2 separate regions of the Sus scrofa genome follow, and region 2 is linked to region 1. A link is a contact called in public HiChIP or PLAC-seq data. All regions are on one chromosome and are shown on one strand. Each heading gives the region's core, a stretch centred on a gene start, on an enhancer-like site or on the middle of the called end of the contact. The rest is flanking DNA. Distances are from core to core; before and after follow the strand shown. Region 1 holds the start of SETBP1 (SET-binding protein). Region 2 overlaps SETBP1 (SET-binding protein).

Region 1 (3,468 bases), core at 327-2,826:
TTCTTGCCTACATTTAGTGGCATTGCCCATGCAAGGCACAGACCTGTCCTCAAAACTTTTATCTTGGTTAGAAAAACAGGTTTTAGAGGGAAAAAGGTATATTCGTAAAAAGGGGAAAAGGAAAGGGCTATGTTAAACAGGTAATAAATGTGGGGCAATTCTCAAGAGAATATTATTTTTGATCTCACCCTCATACCATTTCTGTGTCTGTGCTCCATGTACTTTGTAAACATCTCCTTTCTGATATTTCCATACATTAGATGTAGTTCAAAGTTTGCATGCCAGTCTCTCACTGGGTTATGAATTCTGAGTTTGAATCTCTAGTTGCTGCCATCATGTCTGAGATAGTTCATGCTACATAATTATTTGCTGAATGACTGCAAGATGCTGGCATTGGAGATTGTTTAGGACTAAGAGACCTGTGTTGTGTGCATTCCTATCAGCTACTCAGATTATCTCTTTATTTTCTCAAGGTTCCCAGGGCTCTGAGAATAGGTATCTTAAACTCTACTCAAGGTCTTTAAGAAAAACCACTTGCAAACCCCCTTAAACCATTTCTGTCCTATATTGTCCTATAATGTAGACATGCCCCTGAGGGGTTCCATTTCTCAGTTGCCCGAGGTTGCAAATGAGTGGCCTGAATAGGTCCCCTTTGCAATCCGAAAACAAACAGCCAAATTAAAATACCACCATATTTTGTATGAACTGAAGATATTCCATTTTATTCTTTCCACTATCCTGAATAGAGAACTGCATGCCAACGTCATCTCAAGGTGTCTTTCCCGTCATCAATTGTCCAATTTTTGTGAATAACTAGAAAATGCACATACGCATCTGAAGGCATACGTGTCGCTTAACAAAAAAATAACCCCCTGAAATGTAATTACCAGATTAAAAAAAAAAATGCACCCAGTTTCAGAGCCTATCACATCTCCCGCCTCGGAACACAGCTCCCCCAACACTGCTCCTGTTGTGTCAGATAGCGGCAGTGTTGAGCCCCGGAGCCGGCGCCTAGTCCGCCGCGGTCCCCGCGGCCGCCCAGTTTCCGCGGCGGACTCGGGCGCGCAGAGACACTGGGCCTCGAGGGCGCTGGGGAAGCAAGAAGGGCGCGGGGGGCGACGAGGGGTCCCCGATCCGCCTCCACGAACTGTGTTCCTTCTCCCGCTCAAGATCCCCACTCTTCCCAATTGATCGAAATTCACAAAAATTCACTGAGGGAGGGTGAAGGGAGAGGTGCTTGTTGGTTACTGGTTGTGCCACCCCCGGCGCAAGTAGGAAAGCGGCCCCCGGCCGGTTGGGCAAGAGGTGTGGGAGCCCGCGCCCCCTCCGAAGCAGATCGCGGGGTGGCGGTCCCCGCTCAGCTCCGCCGCGCGGCCGCTCCGATCCTCCCCCTCCCCCGCCCGCGCCCTCCCCCTTCCTTTCACTAGGACTCCGGGACTCGGGAGAGGGCGCGGGAGGCAGGCACTTGGGCCCGACCCCACTCCAGCGCTCGCCGGGGACGGGGGCGGGTGGCGAGGGGACGCGACGGGGGCGCGGGGCGGGCGCGGTCATGGAGCGGCGGCGGCGGCGACGGCGGCAGCAGTAGCGACCGCGGGCGAACGAGCCGGCGGGCAGGGCCGCCCGGCGCCGCGGAACGAACTGCACAGCTCAGCAAAAGCGCCCTCGCCCTCCGCGCGCTGCCTCCTGCGAACCCATAGCCGGCAACATTTTTTAAGGCTCCAATCCATCCTTTGAAGAAAAGAAAAAAAAATAGCATTGATTGGAGAGACGGGGATATATATAATTGGGGGGGGGCCCTTCTGCTAAAATTAGCCGGGCTTGCGGCGCGCGGTGTGCGAGTGTGTGCGTGCGTGTGTGTGTGTGTGTGAATGTGATTACTCCAGGACTCCTCGGGCTCCGGAGACGCCATTTTCCCCCTTGATATCTCTCTCCGTAAATCGGTGGCGCGGCGGAGGCGGCCGCGCCGGGCGGGAAGCGCTGGGCCGTTCTGGGCGCCCGCCGCTCGCCTCCGCCTCCGCGCGCCCGGGGGCCCCGGCGCCCCCCGAGCGAGGGCGGCCAGCCCGCTGCTCGCCGTGTGACAGATGCTCATCGCCATGGAGTTGCCGCAGCAGCACCTTCGGGGGCTCGGGCGAGCTACGGGAGCCGGGATCTGAGCGAGCGCTGGGCCAGCGGAGCCGGAGCCGCCGGGACGTGGGTGAGCACGCGCGGCGACCTTGGTCCGGGAGCCGGGCGCCGAGCCTCCCGCCGTACCGCGGGCCCCCGCACGCCCGGGGTCGGGGGCGGTGTGTGTTCTCTGCATGCAAAAGTTAACGTTGCCTCGCTGGGGCTTTGACTTTGCACCGGGCGGGAAGGGGAGTCGGGGCCGAAGGGGCGGGATGCAGGTCCCGGCGAGGCTGCCGAGGATGGGCGCAATTCCGGCCCGTCGGCTGTGGGCAGTGATGCTGGCTCATTTGGAGTGGCTCGTTGGTGGCGGCGAGGGTGGCAGCATCGGGCTGGAGGTCTGGGACCTTACTGAGCTTGGCCTAATCTGATCTCCCCCACCCCCTGCCGCCGCCGCCGCAGCCTTTTGCACCCTCCCTCGGTCCGGCAGCCGGCTGCTGGAGCTGGCGGGTTTGGCTTTGGTGGAGTGGACTCGAGAGGGGGAGGGGGTAAGGAAAGGGGTGGGAAGGCGGCAGGATATTTCCCCCCCCCTCTTTGTAACTTGCAGGTTAAGTGGAGCTAGAGAGCTACATTGTATATAGCTGAATTTTTTGGGGGGTGGGGGGGGAGAATATATCAGAATCTAACGTGTCGTTGATAGAAAGAAGAACAGGGAAGAAGTGGTCCAGCCGGCGAAGGTTGGTGTGTGCTTGTGTCGTGGCTCTGTGTTAGTCTTTTCCTTAAAATCTTAATCAATGGATTTGAGTCTCTTTCTCCTGCTCTCTGGTTTTGGGACTCTGAAAAGACAGGAATTCCCTTAAAAGCAGGCGAATGCCTTTTTTGAAAGCACGCATTGTGTGTGTTTCTAGAGGAGTCGTGGGCTTGGGAATTAACGACAGGCTTCCCCGTTCGGTGGTTTCCAGTGGGAAATAACTCCTGAAAGGGAACCCTTCAGTATCGATTTATTGTTTTTGTCTTTCAAACCACTATCTCTTTGACTAAAATACTGTCCGAGAAGTTCCACAGAGACAAAGTCAGGTAAACTGGACTGGGCAGATCTTTAGCAAGATGGTGATAATGCTGATGCTGTTTTTGGTGTCTGTTTGTGATGGAAGCATTGTTGGGTAATAGCAATTTCTGATCGGTAGAGCATGCTGGCTCTACAAAAATAAGTAACTACCGAAATGCTGTCTTCCAGTCCCCATCCCCTACACGCGGCAACACCCCTCCTCCCACGACCCACACCAGTTACAATTCTGAAATAAGATCCAAGTGGAAATATTTTCCTTGGAGATCGGAAAGTTGTGCCAGTTGAAGTACGAGGTGAGG
Region 2 (3,177 bases), core at 498-2,997, 110 kb after region 1:
GAGATATTGGCAGTTTTGCCCCTCCTTCCCACCAGAAGGTATTTGGCAAAGTTTGGAGACATTTCTGATTGTCACGGCTGGGTTAGAAGTGCTACTGGCATCCAGTGTGTAGAGACCTGGAATGTTGCTCAACATCCTACAGTAGACAGGTCAGCCCCCCGCCAACAAAGAATGATCCAGTCCCAAATGTCAGAAGTACAGCAGTTGAAAAACTCTGTTCTAGAGATAAGAAAGAGAGTTGGAAGAATAGCTTCCTGTGGGATACTTCTCTTACCGTAATGCCTGTTACTGTAACGCCTCTCACCCCACACCCTCAAGCACACACACAAACCTGTGCATACCCACACAAATGAAACATGCAAATCAGTGCAGCCCCAGGGAAGACTTGCATCTTCCAGGGATGGGGGACATATTCAGGGTCTCCGCACCTCACCCAAACTACAGTCTTTTCCTGAGCTTTCAGCACTTTGGAGGAATTCCTTTGGAGAAGGAGAATTGCCCTGAGTTGCCCATGCAATTTCCTGCTCTATTTTTAATAGCAGCTGGGTTTCTCTCAGTCTAAACTGAGAAAGTTTCATTTTTCCCCTCTGGGGACCAGAGAGAGCTAACAGACTCCTCCCTGGACATTTAGAACTTCTAAATAAAGTTTTGGCTTAAATCTTGAAAAGCAAAAGGTGATGTTAGCTGAGGCAGGCTGGTCAATTACCCTAACATGGTGGGTGGAGGGAGGCAGGAAACCATTCACCAGCTCCTTCTCCTCTCAGGACTGTTGACCCAGCAGCAGTTTGGAGCCAGAAACCTGCATCTGAATCCTAGCTCTGATTCCTTTAGCCATGAGATTTGGGGCAGATCATTTCCTCTCCCTCTGCCTGTGCTTCATCTTCTACCATCTGGAAACATATTGCTCATTTGGGGCTTTGGTTGAGTGCTCAATTTGATGTATATGAAGTGCCTGATGCATAGTAGGTCTTAACAAATGATAGCATTTACAGTGTTCTCTATAAATGGAGAGGACAGAACCAGTTGGGTGCTAGCATCCCATCCAAATCCAATACTCAGATCTATTGCCATACTGGAAAATGGAGAGGCTCAACTCACTCTAAAATAAAGAGGAAGGGTTTGGTATTTATGTGGAAGAGGAGATAACGAATGTCTATCCATGTTTCAGGGCAATTTTAGGTGGCATCAGATTCCCCTACCCTGGAAGGAGCAAGAGCCTGAGGGCAAGGGAAGTGTAGTAGGAGCTGTTCCTGAGCCCGCCTCCTGGGAGCCAGCAACCCACTCCGCATGCCCACCAAGTCCTCCCAGCAGAGCCCATGAACAGAACCCGTGCAGGGATGGCTGCCAGGGCCACTGGCACGTGGCCTTCTCCTTGCCCACAGCCCGAGCCTGTTGCCCACGCTCCTTGTCCCTGCCAGCCAGGCCTGGGATGTGTTGTCATCTGCCTTACCATTTCCCCTCTGGCCCTGCCCCCTCCACATGTACAGAGTATGAATATACTTTTTGATGTTGGCTGATGTTAGAAGTTTGCCTCCCACTCTCCTCCCAAAGGAGAACAACCTGAATACCACACACGGTGTTATCTCACTTTGACTTTGAAGAGGAATTTCTCCCCTTAGGGCTCTATTCCTGGTGTAGCATAATCTAAGGAGAAAGAAGTTTATCCCAGGGAAGCCAAATCATCCAAGAGTTATTCAGTGTCTGACTGCCTGTTATATTTAGAAACAAGACGGAGGCAAGCTTTAAGAATGCTCAGAGCCTGCCAACGCCGTGTGGTCCTCTTTGATTCCTTCTGGTTACTTGGGGTGGCCAGATGAAGAAGGAGGCTCTCTTAGCCTTGCCTGTTTACCTGACTCTTATTATTTGAGTGTGAGGGGACAGAAGATAAGGAGAAATGCAGCCCTGGAATTAAAGACTCAGAATTTAAAATTACTTCCTGTCCAAACCTACCCCTTTACAGTTGAATATATAGAATTAGACATCACTCGATCCTCTGAACTTCAGTTTTATTTTCTGTAAAATGAAGCAACTGAACCTGCTCAATGCCTCTAAACCTTTGCTACACATTAAGATCATATGGGGAGTTGATTAAGAATGTAGACATTGAGGAGTTCCCTGGTGGCCTAGCAGTTAAGAATCTGGCATTGTCACTTCTGTGGTGTGGATTGGATCCCTGGCCTGGGAACTTCCACATGCCATGGCCAAAATGTATGTATGTATGTATGTATGTATGTATGTATGTACTAACTATATATATGTGTGTTTGTGTGTGTGTGTGTATAGTTAGTAGAGAAATGCAAATCAAAACTACAATGAGGTATCACCTCATACCAGTCAGAAAGGCTATCATTAAATAAGTCTATGAATGCTGAGAGGGTGTGGAGGAAAGGGACCCCTCCTACACTGTTGGTAGAAATGTTAGTTGCTGCAGCCAGAATGGAAAACAGTATGGAGGTCCCTCAGGAAACTAGAAATGGAATTACCATATGATCCAACAATCTCACTCCTGGGTATATAGCTAGACAAAATTATAATTCAAAAAAATACATTCATCCCTCTGTTCATAGCAGCACTGTTCAAATAGTCAAGATGTGGAAGCAATCTAAATGTCCATCAACAGATGGACATGTATACAGTGTATACAGTGAATACTACTACATATATACATGCATACAGTGAATACTACTCAGCCATAAAAAAGAATGGAATGCCATTTGCAGCAACATGGATGCAGCTAGAGATTATCATACTAAAAAAGTAAAGTCAGAAAGAGAAATACAAATATCATAGGATATCACTTATATGCAGTAACTAAAATATGGCACAAATGAACGTATCTATAAAACAGAAGCAGACTCACAGACATAGAGAACAGACTTGTGGTTGCCAAGGGTTAGGGGTGAGAGAGGGATGGATTGAGAGTTTGAAATTAGCAGATGCAAACTATTATATATAGAATGGATAAACAACAAGGTCTACTGTTATAGCACAGGGAATTATATTCTAAATATCCTGGGATAAACCATAATGGAAAAGAATATGAAAAAGAATGTATATATGTATATAACTGAGTCACTTTGCTCTACGGCAGAAATTAACAAAACATATAAACTAACTATACTTCAATTAAAAAAAAAGAATATAGATGTCAGGACTGCGTAACTAGAGTTTCTGATT

The links. HiChIP or PLAC-seq counts read pairs in DNA pulled down with a chosen protein or histone mark.
Region 2: a contact with region 1 is called in an H3K27ac HiChIP or PLAC-seq map of skeletal muscle. The contact joins the enhancer-like site here to the promoter of SETBP1 in region 1. A contact is called at or near these places in 10 of 47 Hi-C or Micro-C datasets (adipose tissue, alveolar macrophages, brain and 6 more) and 1 of 2 datasets of contacts at active chromatin or transcription factors (skeletal muscle).

Annotation. Positions count from the first base shown.
Region 1 is chr1:94,293,756-94,297,223 of Sscrofa11.1, forward strand. It overlaps SETBP1 (SET-binding protein), which reads left to right and starts at 1,577. Exons shown (of 7, transcript XM_021092436.1): 1 at 1,577-2,194.
Region 2 is chr1:94,404,229-94,407,405 of Sscrofa11.1, forward strand. The region is part of intron 3 of SETBP1 (SET-binding protein); the gene reads left to right. Among named protein-coding and RNA genes, the nearest start is that of SETBP1, 110 kb to the left of the region's middle. Within about 2 kb of position 1,748, at least 10 of the 83 cell types and tissues checked have an H3K27ac peak or open chromatin away from gene starts, as enhancers often do. A contact at or near this core is called in skeletal muscle, where this site is marked.